Regions from separate parts of the Sus scrofa genome. Here regions 2 and 3 are each linked to region 1. Evidence: chromatin contacts called from public HiChIP or PLAC-seq data. All regions are on one chromosome and are shown on one strand. The core of a region is the stretch at or near the end of the contact, and the rest is flanking DNA. Distances in the headings are between cores, read along the strand shown.

Region 1 (4,850 bases), core at 1,281-3,780:
GTCCAAAAAACATGTTCAACATCACTAATTATTAGAGAAATGCAAATCAAAACCACTATGAGCTACCACCTTACACCAGCCAGAATGGCCATCATCAAAAAGTCTACAAACAATAAGTGCTGGGGAGGGTGTGGAGAAAAAGGAACCCTAGTACACTGTTGGTGGGAATGTAAATTGGTGCAAGCCACTGTGGAAAACAGTATGGAGAGTCCTCAGAAAACTAAAAATAGAACTACCATTTGATCCAGCAATTCCACTCCTGGGCATCTCTCCAGAGAAAACCATGACTCGCAAAGACACATGTACTCTGATGTTCATTGAAGCACTGTTTTCAATGGCCAAGACATGGAAACAACCTAAATGTCCATCGACAGAGGAGTGGACAAAGAAGAAGTGGTACATATACACAATGGAATATTAGTCAGCCATTAAAAGGAAAGAAATAACGGCATGTGCAGCAATATGGATGGACCTAGAAATTATCATGCCAAGTGAAGTCAGTCAGACAATGAGACACCAACATCAAATGTTATCACTTACATGTGGAATCTAAAGAAAGGACACAATGAACTTCTTTGCAGAACAGATACTGACTCACAGACTTTGAAAAACTTTTGGTTTCCAAATGAGACAGGTTGGCAGGGTGGGGGCATGCACTGAGGGTTTGGGATGGAAATGCTATAAAATTTGGTTGTGATGATTATTGTATAACTCTAAGTGTAATAAAATTCACTGAGTAATTAAAAAAAAAAGATCTGGCTAAAATGGGGCAAAAAACTTTGGACACTTCATCAAGGAACAGATGGAATGTATAATAAATAGACAACCCACAGAATGGGAGAAAATGCTTGCAAATGAAAACATTTGATGATCACTATTATTAGTCTTTAAGGAAATACAAATTAAAACCATAATGAGATACTATGATATGCCCAATGAAATGGCTCAAATAAAAAAGACAGATGATACCTAGTATTTATAAAAAATGTGGAGCGACTCTCATACATTGCTGGTGGGAATGTAAAGTGATGCATTCACTTTGGAAAACAGTTAACCTCTATTATACATTTAAACACACACTGTACAACCCAGTAATTCCACTCCTGTGAGATAAGAGAAATAACAACATATATCCAAAAAAGTGCTTTTTACAAGAAAGTTCCTAGCTGCTTTATTCATTATGAGCCTAGACTGGAAACAACATAAACATCTGGTGAATGGGCAAATTGTAGTATATCCATACAATGGAATAATACTCACCAATAAAGAGAGAGCAAACTACTTATACAAACGACATCTTCGATGAATCTCAGAAACATGCTGAGTAAAAAGTCAGACATGAAAGAGTACATACTATAGGATTCCACTGTAGAAACTCTAGGAAAGACAAATCTAACCTGTAGCTACAAAAAGCAGCTCAGTGGGCCAGGAAGGAAGTGACATGGGGAACTGACTTCAAAGGTGCAACGGAACTTTCTGGAAATGTAACTGTCCATAGCTTGATTGTGGTGGTGGTGACATGGGTGTATACATTATTCAAAACTCATGAGACTGTATCCTTAATATGCGTGCAATATATTGAATGTAAATCATGTCTCAGTAAAGTTGATTAAAAAATCAAAGGAAGTGGAGCAACCAGGTTTCATAAAGCATAAAGCAGGGTAGCGTTTTTTATAAATGTCATGACCTCATGGCCAATCTCTAGAACACTGTCATACAGATCAGTCAGCTCTAGATTTATTCTTCCTTGGGCTGCTCTGATGGAAGTTAGGATTCCTGGCAGAGAAAGTCTAGCTTAGATAAGGTGCCTACTCTTGGAAAGGGAAAAGCTGGATCGTCCTGACTGACCTTCCCATCCAGACAACACTGAGCGTGGCAGGGGTGGTCCCCCAAAGAAAAACGAAGGTACTGTTAACTAGAGGAAGGGGCCAGGGTGTCTGGTAAACAAACAAACAGAAACGGTCTTCCCCTCTGTTTCCAGGGGTGACCAAGGAGGCTGGCGAGGGAATTTCAACACATATGTTCATTCATTTCATTCAAGCGTAAGTTTGAGCATAGACTGTTTGCCAAGTGCTGTTACTGACTCCGACACATATGCGTTTGAGGTCTCTCTAAAAATAACCAGTTCGTGTTAACGTAAGGAACGGAGACCTGGAAGGAATGGGTCATCTGGTGTTACTGTGAAGTATAAGCCTTTTGTGGGGAAGGGAGTTTAGAATTCAGCTTAACATTAAAACAAAACAAAACAAAACAAACTTTCCACGAAAAAGAAGTATGTATCTTCTTGGGTCGTTCGCACTCACGGTAATTTCTTAGTAAGAAAGAGGAGGGTGGATTTGCCAGAGAAGTAAGGAGATTCCAGAATTCATGTCCTGCTAGCAGCCAGCTGGAGAAAAGCCTTTTCGTGGGTTTAACTTGCGGTCCTTGCGTCTCCCGGGGCCTCCCTGGCGAGTCAGCAGAGGGAGCCATTCCCCAAGAAATATCGGCGCGGGGCCGCTTAGAGAGCCTAGAGGGATTTTCTTGTGGGTCCGGGGAGTTCTCTCCCCGCCCCGCCTCGGTAAAGCAAGCTCCCGAACCCCCACCCGCAACTCCTTGCCCCACCTCCCCAACCACTTTGCTGCTGCAGCGCACACTCGTGTACCTCTAGGTCCCCCATCCTTTCTCGGTCCCACAGTTGCGCTCCCTCCCTAATACTGCTGGGGACGTGCAGTCCATTCCAGCTGGTCGCTCGGGTGCTGTCCCCAGGCCCCCCAATCCTCATAGCGGTTCTAGAAGACCTCCGGAGACTTTGACACTGTGGCACCAAGAGTGGGTCGGGACGCAGACGGGCACTTTCTCCGTCACCCCTTGGTTCACCTCATGCGGTGACCCCAAGATTTGCCAACTTTGTAGCCGGACTGTTGGCGGAGTCACTCCCGGGCAGTACAGCCCCTCCGGACAGGGGCGACCTGCGATCCGGGCGCAGGAGTCGGGCTGGGAGGATCCTGCCTGTCGCACTGGGGACTGTGCGCGGCGCCAAGTGACTCCCCCCTCCAGCAGTCACTGCCCCGGCGGCAGCAGCTGCAGGAGCGGCAACTGCTTGCATCCCCGAACCGGCTCGGGTTACTCCCCTCCTCCTTCAGCATCTCGGGCCAGACAGAGAAGACCTTACTTGAGTTTACAGCGAGTCTTTTGCTGGTGTGCAAAACTGGGGGTCTGGAAACGCGCAGAGACCCGCCTGCTTTCCCGCGGGTCTCCACCTTTGAGCCTGAACCAAAACTCCTAAGTATCGCTCTCGTCTGGAACACCGCTGGGAGGCTAACTGCGCTGTTTGGAACAGATTTTGCTTCTCCGCTGGCCTTGCATGAAACCAGGGGGAAAGAGTTGCGCTGAGAATCTCAGGCTCTCGGGTAAGAGTTGGGCAAACAGTTCTGACAGCCGCTGGACCTTGGCTGGACGCTAGACGGTTTCTTGAGGGTGGGGGACGCATTTTCTTTAGCCAGGACACCCGGGGGCCACGTGAGGCGACGCGAGATGGGCTTGTTTACTTGTCTCAAGGGTTGATGGTTAATGTTTGAATCTGGTCTTCTTACTTGGGGCCGGGTAGGAACTTCTTGGAGTGTTTTTAATGAGGAGATGCCCCCATTACGCGTTTTATTTTGCATAATTTCTGCCTCGGTATTCCCTTGTTTGTGTTGGTGCTTGTCTGGTGTCCCAGCTGGTGTAGGGAGGTTTGGGCAGAATGAGAGAGAGAGAATGAAAAGCAGTTTCAGTGGAGCCCTTGCTTCCAGATCAGTTTCACTTCTTCTCTGGGGTCTTGACTTGTTTTTGAACTTCTCTTTCTCCAGCACTTGATATTCAGACTGTGAGGTCAGACGTGGGAATATTCCCTCCTCCTGTGCTCCCAGCGTCCTTTAGGGGGGCTTCAGAACCACAGGCTGGGTGACTTAAGCTGGAGGGGTCTCCTACTTGTCTGAATACCTGGCTCCTCAGGGAAGGTTGGGAGGGGCAGTTCTTCCAACAGTAGTTAAACCAGTGAAAGACCTATCTCCTATTGATTTTTTAAGTTCCTTTGATGTATGACTTTTACTCCTGGTTTAGGGAAATATTTTGTCTTTTTCTTTCTGGAAATAAGAACGATACCACTGAGTAAATGAAATATAGTGATATCTCTGATACTTCCTCAATATCCCCACATGAGGACCCAAAGTCTTTAGAAGAAAGTTAAAGCTGGAGATTTTATTAGCCCCAAAGTTCTCAGGCAGAGATACCCATGCTCTTCCAAGGCCAAGGAAAATGCCATTTCTTCTTGTCTCTCCTGACTGCTCTCCTTTATATGCTGAGTCTCACTTTGTGTATGGTCTTCCCAACTAAAGATGCTTCATTCTCTATGGATGAAAAGTCTAAGTCTGGATTATTTTTTCTGATGTGGCTGCTTCAAGGGGTCAGCTTGCAGGCTACTTTTTGCTGTGCTGCTCTGAGGTTAAATAGTTCAGTAGAGGGCACGCTCTGGGACCAGGGTGTCTGGGGGCAACTCGACTCTGCCACTTTGCAGCTATGTGATTTTGTGTGTTACTTAACTTCTCTCCTCATCTATAAAATCAGAATGGTAATAACAATGCTTATACCAGAGGGTTTCTCAAAGAATTAAATGAGTGAATGTGTGTGGAGTGCTAACGAGCCTGGCAGATAGTAAGCACATATTCGCTCTGATAACATTGTTAACTATTGTTGCATCGTGATGACATCGTTTTTATTAGCTAGCTGTAAGTATTAGCTATTCTTCCTATTTGGATGGGCTTTGAAAACTGTGTTCATGTGGCTTTCACTCCCACCTACAATGTGATGCATTGTCAAACTTTTCTCATCAT
Region 2 (4,850 bases), core at 1,111-3,610, 220 kb after region 1:
GTGCAGCTAAAGAATTCTGAGTTTTAATTCCAAGTCCAAACACAATTCTAGGAAGCTTAGTTTCCTTCTTTTTTGCTTTTTTGTCTTTCTTTTTGTTTTGCTTTTTAGGGCTGCACTTGCAGCATATGGAAGTTTCCAGACTAGGTGTCGAAGAGAAGCTGGAGCTGCTGGCTTACACCACAACCACAGCAACCCACTGAGGGAGGCCAGGCACTGAACCCGCATCCTCGTGGATACTAGTCGGGATCGTAATCAGCTGAGCCACAATGGGAACTCCCAGTTGCCTTATTTCTAATATTAGAATAATAGTAATAACACTTGCCACATAAGCTCTTTTGAAGTTTACATGAGAAATAGTGAGTAAAACATAAGGTATTAGACATGCAATTCAGTGTAAACTTCAAAACCTTGTAATCCTTATTTGGTTGACTCCTGTCTCTCAGGACCCATGCAGTGGGTACAATAGTGCCCTTGACAAATAGATTATGCAATCCCCCAAACTTGTGAATATGACCTTGTATAGAAATAAGATCTAGAGTCTCAAGGATTTGAGATGAGATCGTTGTGGATTTAGGGTGGGCCCGAAATACAATGACAGGTATACTCATCAGAGAAAAAGCAGAGGGACATTTGAGACACCTGCTACTGTATTTAAAACTAAAGTCAATTCTTGTCTGCTCTCTGCTGAAAACCTTCCCTTGTTTCTCATTTTTCTCAGAATATAACTCAAAAGCCTTAAGGGGGCCTCCCTGTCTGGGTAGGATCTGGCCCTGGTATCTCTCCAACCTCATATATTACCACCCTCTCAGTCCCAATTTCCTTGTTATTAAGCAAACGTGCAAGGCACCCTCCCTCAAAGCCTTTGGGTGTTCTTCCTTGGTCCAGGTAACCACAGGGCTGCTTCCTTACAGAGCCTACTCAATCCCAACCCCTCTGAGAAGCCTTGCTCATTTGTCCTATCTGAAGTGGCCTACGGAAATTATGGTCAATATCACATCCCCCTATTGACTTTCTTCAAAGTGCTCATTGCAAACAATACTTCCTTTGTTTATTTTCCTGTTCATAGTCTCTCTCTCTATGAGAATGAAAGCTCCCTCACTGTCTGGATCTTGTCTGTCTTGTTCATTGCTAAATTTCCCATACTGATGTTCAGCCCATCACAGCCACTAATAAATATGTGTAGAATGAATGAAGAAACCAGGAGATCTTACAGCTGTCAAGGGTGTCAACCCAAGAGGATAGAGATGGTAACTGTTTTCAGCACCATCCCAAACAGCACTTTCTGTAGAGTTATCTAGACAACCACCTACACACATTCTCAGTGGATAGAATAAGAGTCATTACCAAAGGCAACAACCCACTGCCCCTGCAAATCACTTTGAAGTTAGGGCAGAGTTAAATAGTGTTAACTCTTCAATGAGGTATTTTTAAATGCTTTAAGCTGTCAAGTCAAGATATCTGTTAATGTTAAATCTACTAATGAGTTCCTGAAGGAATTTGGAAACAACAAAAACAATTTTTTCTGTGTTTCACACTCCTTTGAAAAGCACTTGCATATGTCTTAACTTATTTGACTCCGCTATCTGCTTGATTAGATAGGGCAAATGGTATTATTCCCATCTTACAGGTGGAAATAAGGAGAATTAGGGGGGGAAAGTAACCTGTAGAAGGTCACGTAATCGCACAAGTGGCATGAGGGCATTCCTAGAGCCAAACCGGGACTTCTGATTGCAAATTCCATATTTTTCTCCATATTCATTGATTTATTTAGTATATATTATTGAGCACTGACTTTCAGGAGCTATTTTAAGTGCGGCACAGAACGTTAAGGAAGTTGATCATCTTTGGTTTTGGTTTTCCATCTTTTTTTTTTTTTTTAAAGAAAGTGTAATACAAGAACTTGGCGGGGGGGGGGCGGGGGCGGGAATCAGTATCCTTTTCCCCACCCTGCTCTCGCTCCTGTAAATCTTTTTAAAATAACGTAGGATAAGCCTCCCGCTTCTAGAAAGAGGTCTTGCCTGGAGGTGGGAATTGGACTGGATCATCCCGGCTAACTTATCGCCACCCCCGCGAGGGGGCCACGGCACAAGGTAAGCCAGCTACACTCGGTAACAAGTGTTTCCTTCTCGCAGCAGAGGTTGCAGAGTGGAAAGGTGGGCAGAACTGCTCGAGAAGCCTTCTCGAGCGAGGGAGCGCCCAAGCCGGGCGAGAAGGAGTAACTTTGGATCTAAGGTACTCGAGCAGGTTTAACTAGCGCTCTCGGGGCGGGGCTCCAAGCGAGCGAGAGGGGCGGGGCGGGGCGGGGGCGGGACGAAGCGCGGGGGCGGGGCCATGCGAGGCGCGGGGGCGGGGCCAGGCGCGGGGCGGGGCGGCGGCGCCGACGTGGCAGCCGCAGGGGCTTGCGCCTCCGGTGGCCATCTTGGCGGCGCGGGTGCGCGGGGCGAGCTCTCGGCGGCATCCACCTCGTCTTCTCGCAGCCGTAGTCTCACACCCCAGCCTCCCTAGCTTCCGCTTCACACTGCCAGGCAGTCACTTTCTCGGTCCCGCAGGTGAGAGCCAGGCTGCCAGCAGCGCGGGAGCAAGTGGGTGATGGGATAGGTCGCGGGCGCCCAAGCCGGCGCCTAGGGGCGCAGTCGCTGAGGTGGGCTGGCCGGCCTGTGCCCAGGGGCGCCAGGGTATTTCGGGAGTCCCTTCGTGGTGCAGTCCGAGAGCGGGCTGTGGGAGCATGCAGGGTGCGGCCCGGGCACCGGTGTGCTTCGCGAGATAAGAGGTCCCATCCGCGGTTTGCGCCGTGGGTGCGGCTCGGGGGTCTTATCCGGCACTTTGCTGTTGCGCTGAGACCGACGCCGGCGCCCGCGGCTATTTGGCTCCCGCTTTCTACGCGCTGGCTGGAGGGCAAGAACAGAGGCTGTAGCCCACTGACCTTAGCCCAGGCTAGCCCAGCCCGGCCTGGAGACGTGGCAGAGCCTGGGGGAAGGCCGCTCCCGCCTGGGAGACTCCTAGGTCAACAAATCGGACTGGCAAAGGAAAGTAGCTTCTTTTCCCATAGGTTCCCCCATCGGTGCCCAGCGCTGCTCCAGAGGACTTTTGCGCTCTCTCTTTGTTGGTTCTTGGGACCTGCTTCAGGAAAATTTGCGGGATAGCCCGTGTCCTCGATTGGCAGAATTTGTCCAATCCAGGGGAGTTTTTTTCATTCGAAGTAGTTATTTTGAGAGGCAACATGTAGGTTTCTGCCAACGTAATGCATTTTGGCATGCCAGTCTTTTTTCTGTACAGCCGCTGTGTAGTCAGTGAACATTTGCGTGGAAGTTATTTTGGGATCAGAACTGAGAATGCGAGAATGCGGAGACAAAACTCAGACCCTCCTTCAGTGCTCAATGTATGGTAGTAGAGCCTGTCTTTTGAACCAGTAGCACATTAACAGTAATAATGGCTGGTAATAGCTTTTACGTTTATCAGAGCTTCATTATTCTGTTTCTTGTATTCTTCTAAGTAGCCATCTACTTTTTAACAGAAAAACCACGGCACAAGCAAATTGTAAGCAGGGTCCTTCCAGAGACTAAGGACTCAATTTTCCAAGCCATTTCCATCACTTTTTCTTTGATGTTGATCCATTAATATTTTTGTGTGCGAGTCTGAATACCAGACCTTTACCAACTTTGACACTTAGCTTTTATTTTATCATATCAGCTTTTCTTTAATAGAAGGTGTTGTGTTTATGCATCCAGAATTTACCCTATATTGTCGTTAAGCCGATTCTTAAATAGTATAGCTTTTAAAGATAGAAATTGGCTAATTATTCCATTTCGTGGCTTGTATTCTTTGTACAAGTTCTTTTGCAAATGCACTCATTAAGGTTTATCTTTAAATTTGACCTCCACTAACCACTGCGAGGGTTTGGTAACATCTCTAGGAGGAGGATGAATAACCAGTGGGCACATGAAAGAAAGAGGTAGTTTGGGCAGGGATTGATAAAGTCCCCGGAAGGCCTTCTGTCCCAGGTAATCTACCTTTGATGTATAGGTATTGAATGAAGGGATTTTGTCTCCTTGCGTCTGTGTTTTCTACTTAATTGCTGTAGATCTTTACCTTCATGATGAAAATTCTTGTAAAGTGTACATATTTGCCTGGCCTCCCACCTTAGTTCAATTGAAACTGACTTCTAGCCCCATTCCCTCCATGGATACAACTCTTAAGTTTCCTCTCCAGTTTGGCAAATCCATTGAGTTTTTCATAGCTCATCCTATTTGGCTTCTTTGCAGAATTTGATATAGTTGCCCATACCTACCTTGAAATGCTCTTCTCTGGCTTTTGGACACCACAGCCTCCTGGTTTTCTTTTTATCTTTTGGTCTCTCATTCTTCTTTGCAGGCTTGTTCTTCTTCCTGGCTGTTCTTCAAGGGTGGGTTGGGCTCGCTTCTTTTTTTTTACTTGGTCTTCTCTCTTAGATAATCTCTTTTCAGATAGTCTTATTCCAGACTGTTTATGTGGTTTCTGAGCTGCAGACCAAGTCAGTGTCTGCTCATGGATGTTTCAAAGAGCTTCAACTTTGCATGCTCAGTATTCCATACTGCCTACTGCCTCCTCCCTCTAGACATCTAATACGTACCTTGATTCCTCCAGTGTTGCCTGTCTTACTGAATGGCACCACCATCTGTCCAGGTGTGTGGGTTATGTCTCTCCCACTCCTGGACCACATATCCAGTTATCACTCAGTCTTACCACCCAAACATTTCTTGAGTCTTTCCACTCTTCTCCATTTCCACTGTCATCACCTCAGTTTAGGCCAAAGTTTTTCACCCTTAACATAGTTGGTATTTGGGGCTGGATAATTCTTTCTTATGGGGGGG
Region 3 (4,850 bases), core at 1,548-4,047, 150 kb after region 1:
AGAAGCAAAGAATGATTGAGTTGCCCCATCCAGTTGGAAAATGGTCAAGACCGTCATGTTGGAAAGAGGAACTGGGCTTAACTACTCATCCGACAGACATTTATTTACACCATCCATGTGCTAAACACCACAGTGAACAAAAGCAGGCACTCTCTCTCCCTTATGGGAAGGGCTAGAATTCATATTAGCCTGGATGGAGTCTGGAAGGGGGTGGTCTTTCATGTGCTCTCTCTCCTGTACTTCTCTGAAATTCAGCTTCCCCTGCATCCCACGTGCCACTGATTTAGCTCAAGACCTTGTCATTCTTCATACGGATGGCCAATAGGCACATAAAAAGATGTTCGTTGTTGCTAATTATTAGAGAAATGCAAATCAAAAGTACAACAAGGTATCACTTCATACATAGTCAGAGTGGCCACCATTAAAAAGTCTGCAAATTGCAAATGCTGGAGAGGGTGTGGAGAAAAAGGAACCCTCTTACACTCTTGGTGGGAATGTAAATTGGCATAGCCACTATGGAAAACAGTATGGAAGTTCCTCAAAGAATGAAATATAAAGTTGCCATGTGATCCAACAATGCCACTCCTGCTAATGGCCACTCTTTTTATGTAACCACTGTCTGGCAGCCCAGATGCCTTTCTAGCTTTTCCCAGCACCAATTCCAGCAGTCCTCCACGCTTAGGTCTTCTGAAGGGTAGACACACCCTTCTGAGGGCCTAAACCTTGCACCCACCATTCTGTTAACCTGGTCCCCTCCTCCACCTTCACAAGCTCTCTCCTCCCTTGTCCACGATCCCCAGGCTTGGTGGTCGGGCCTCTTCCAAGGCCATTACTACTCTGGAAATGGAGCTCTTAGGGAACTTCTCATCAGCAAGCAAGCGTTTGAGACCTCTTAAATGTTTATTGAATGGAATTCTCTTTTCTGTCCTTGACAAGCAAGGAAACAAAAATATAGGACTTCAGCAAGGTTAGCAAAGAGTAGGATGAGATCATTGGAAATAATTAAGGAGTATACACACACACAACACACAGCCCCCCCACCCCCCAAAAAAAATGGTTAAAGCAAACTTAGAATTCCTTATCCTGGAGAAATATTCACTGTGAGGTTAGCCTAATACAGAGGTCACATAGTCGGCCATATACCAGGTGTTACCTAGAGAAGCATTTATCCCAATATCGCTCTGCATGAGCCTCACTGCCTGAAATTCCACAATTAGAGATTTACTTCTTAGGCTCTTAACATGTATGTTCTCTTAAAATATTAATATTTTTCTATAGAAGATAATGCCTCGGCAGTAATAAATTTGCCTTAGCCTTTTCTGACTATTAGATGAAGTTAGAGATGATAGAGGAGGGCACAGAGGCCCAAAGGGGAGGAGTAGCAGTAGGAGGAAATGGTGCAGCAAGAGGAAAAAACACAGCTTCATTCCTTTTCTTGGAGTTGCCCTGTGACGGAGACATGCTTTATATGTGTCTTCAAATAGATTTATATCTGCAAAAGGATAGATTAATATCTGCAAAACGATGACTCACTTTTACTCATGACAGAGAAAAAGAAAAGGAACTGAATTTTTAGGGGGCAGTGATAATAGAATTGTTATAATTTACTTCACAAGGAAAGACTCCTTTGCAGTTCTAAAATAAACATTATTTAAAAATAAGCTTGTTTCTGTTGATATATGCTCCTATGATTGGGGACAGAAGGTCTGATAGATGATCTCTGCAATTCCCTGTGACTCTGGAAATGAAATGATGGATAAATCATGTGAAACCAGGTTATCTTTGCAATGAATCTCATTGCTCTACTGGGGACCTTGTTACTTTTGTGAAAATTACTCGATAAAGTTGATTGTAACTGGTAGTTATGCTAATCAGCTGGACAAACCTATTAGAGAAGAGGAAACAGATGAGAAATAAAGGATCACTTTATTCTGATTTGCCAATCTGCCCTGGAGTCATTTTTCTTAACCTGCTCTGATTGAGAATGTGCTAATTAATACATCAATCATGATCATCTCTAATGTGAAAAGGTAGCATATACTTTTCAATCTGAAATATATTCCATTCCATCTTCACTGCATTCGTTAAGTGTAATGTAGAGATTTGGTAAGAAGTTAACAAACTAAATCATCAGAGATGGATGAGTATCTGCCTCCCCCAAACCCCACCCCACAAAACATGGTCAAAACTCAGGACTTATTTTTTTCAGGATGGTTTTCAGATTAACCAGATAGTCCCTCAGCTTCCACTTCTATGGAATCCTCAGTGGGATTTGCCCGAGTAGCTCCAGACCAAAACGGCCAGGGTTGTCTGGATCTCGGAAGCAGCTGTCGCATTTTAGCTGCTGTTAAATAGGTGTCCTGGCTCATGATCAGAGCTCAGGACCTGAACTTGAAGAGAGAGTGAAGCCCATGGCAGGTTACCTTTATGGGCATGTCTCTCCACTTTGCAGAACAGCCTTTAGGTTTGCAGCCTCCTTTGGAAAGTAATGCACTGCTCAACTGATTTGGTGTTTCTGCTTAGGAGAGCTCAGAATCAAAACACCAGATAAGACACTGTGGCTGCTTTGTCACTTTTGGGGACATAGAATTTGCAATTTCATCTCAATTTTTCAAAAGAGGTTTGGAGAAAAAGATCGAATATGTGTGAACTCAAGAAAAAAAAAAAAAAAAAAAAAAAAAAAAAAAAGCATGGCAGGCCAAAATGCTGTATTTGACTCTCTGGGGAACACTTAAACCCCCATTGGCTTCGAACAGGCCTGATCGCCTTTCTTCAGCCAGCAGTCCAAGCTAAAATAACAGTGTGTTGTCAGTTCAAGGGAGACACAATGAGGTCTCTGCTCTCTCATGCCTGCTTTACTGCCTGTAGTGTGTGGGAGACTTTCAGATGGAGAAAAGCAGAGACAATCAAAAGAGGAGTTATTTCAGTAGAAACAACTGCCCACCCATTAGCAAGGTTCACGTTATGGGTTGGGGCTGCTTCTGTGTGAAGGTTCAGGCCACGGTAACTTTTCTCCTAATCAGTTTAGGAGCAAAAACTGTAATACAACCCATGGCCTTGTCAGCCTCTTTGGGGCCCTGTAGGGTTTGTGTGCTGGAATCCTCCGAGTGGAAGCGTGCTTGTTCTTCCTGTGTTTTCACTGGGTCTGAGGCCAGCAGTACTAATTATAACTCATTCTTATTGCCTCTCAATGCAAAGAGCATTTCTTTGAGTTGGGAAGTATTCTGACTTAGAAGAAAGAGGCCCCTATGGTATTTTGAATACGAATTGACAAAAGAGACTTCCATTTACTTCAAATAAAACCTAGTGGTTGTTTTTTTTTTTTTTTCAGCTTTGGAATTTCTTTGTGTTTCCTTTAGGCATTTGTTCACTCATGACCAACTCTGAAGTTTCTGTCTTTCCAGATTGAGAGTTAAACACCTGCATATGGATCCATAATAATCCCTAGCTCAGACAGCTAGGGATTACAGCTATAAGTAACATCATTTGTGATATTCTGCCCGCATCTGCCTCAGGGCAGATTAAATGTTTAAAGATGAATTTGGTGGCACAGATTTGTATATTTTTCTGTCTTACACAATGTATTTTCAAAATATTTTAAGATTGTGTTTATTTGTGTGCTTCGGGGGAAGATTTTCTTTGTGTAAACAATTTAACCACCTTTTGCTTCACCCTATCTTTTTTTGCTCTATTTCTCTATAAAAACAGAGTGGGAGAGAGAGGAAGTCACTAAGGGCTCCATGATACAGTATTTTTGATGAATTTTGCCTTCCATAGACAGAACCCTTGGGCTTCTTCTCTGCTCTCTCCTCCTAAGGAAGAAAAATCAATAAAACAAAGAAATTTTATCCCTTCTTCATGAGCCATAGAAAATAGTGCTGGGATTATTTTAATGCTAAGATGATATGATATATGATATAACATATGATGATGTACTGATGTGTATAAGTGGACTTTAAACCTCATAGCATCCCTGCCCACTGCTGCCCGGAGTCAGTCAGTTTTGAGACCATGACCTTGGTCCTGGTTTCTCACTTAGCATTCCAGATGCCCACCCTCACGAACTGTCACTCAGCCTCGCCCTTGTGCCTTGTTTCAGGTGTCCATTGTGACAGCGTGTGTGCTGAGGGTCGCTGGGGCCCCAACTGCTCCCTGCCCTGCTACTGTAAAAACGGGGCTTCGTGCTCCCCGGATGACGGCATCTGTGAGTGTGCACCGGGGTTCCGAGGCACCACCTGTCAGCGGAGTAAGTGTCTCTTTAGGGGACAGCTTCCATCTTCCCTTCTCAGATCCCCTGTTCTGCCCCTCAATTCACAGTTCTGTTGCCCTTGAGGGCAGGGAGAGCATCATAGGTCATTCTGTTCTTGGCAGAGCTGTCCTCCCTCCATAGCCCTGCCCCAAAGGCTTCATTCTTTCCAACCTTTGGGACTCACCTGACAGATGGGGCATTAGCTCTTTCTTCTCTGTAATGATTTTATTGCCTCTCTGGCAGCGCCATCGGTTTCTCAGTCCTGCCTTAAACCTTGCAAATGGTGTTCCAGAAATCCACTGACCTGTGAATATTTTATTCAGCTATTTTGGCATTGGTCTTACCTCAATTACCAGAAGTCAACATCAGCCAAACCTTGCGGCAAAGCATGCATCCTGTGGTAGTCTGAAAGCCAGTGCTCTGGGGAAAGTAGGCTTGTGGTATTGAAAATGGGGGCTGTTGACACTGGTCAGGAGACTTTTTGAATTAGGGAGCAATCCGTAACATTTCAAGAAATCTTTTAGGGAGAGTAATCAAGAAAGGAATACATGATTAATTATAGTGTACCGTATTCTATTTTTTAAATTACTTTTTTTTAATT

Evidence for each region. HiChIP or PLAC-seq counts read pairs in DNA pulled down with a chosen protein or histone mark.
Region 2: an H3K27ac HiChIP or PLAC-seq map of skeletal muscle shows a contact between it and region 1. The contact joins the promoter of PRRC1 here to the promoter of MEGF10 in region 1. A contact is called at or near these places in 1 of 5 promoter capture datasets (fetal skeletal muscle), 1 of 47 Hi-C or Micro-C datasets (embryonic fibroblasts) and 1 of 2 datasets of contacts at active chromatin or transcription factors (skeletal muscle).
Region 3: an H3K27ac HiChIP or PLAC-seq map of skeletal muscle shows a contact between it and region 1. The contact joins the enhancer-like site here to the promoter of MEGF10 in region 1. A contact is called at or near these places in 2 of 5 promoter capture datasets (fetal skeletal muscle and liver), 5 of 47 Hi-C or Micro-C datasets (brain, embryonic fibroblasts, fetal heart ventricle and 2 more) and 1 of 2 datasets of contacts at active chromatin or transcription factors (skeletal muscle).

The regions. Positions count from the first base shown.
Region 1 is chr2:130,223,692-130,228,541 of Sscrofa11.1, forward strand. MEGF10 (multiple epidermal growth factor-like domains protein 10) reads left to right here and starts at 2,531. Exons shown (of 27, transcript XM_021084704.1): 1 at 2,531-3,389. The coding sequence starts at 3,344.
Region 2 is chr2:130,441,207-130,446,056 of Sscrofa11.1, forward strand. It overlaps PRRC1 (protein PRRC1), which reads left to right and starts at 2,361. Exons shown (of 9, transcript XM_021084706.1): 1 at 2,361-2,549.
Region 3 is chr2:130,371,649-130,376,498 of Sscrofa11.1, forward strand. It overlaps MEGF10 (multiple epidermal growth factor-like domains protein 10), which reads left to right. Exons shown (of 27, transcript XM_021084704.1): 15 at 4,100-4,246. Among named protein-coding and RNA genes, the nearest start is that of PRRC1, 69 kb to the right of the region's middle. Within about 2 kb of position 2,798, at least 7 of the 83 cell types and tissues checked have an H3K27ac peak or open chromatin away from gene starts, as enhancers often do. A contact at or near this core is called in skeletal muscle, where this site is marked.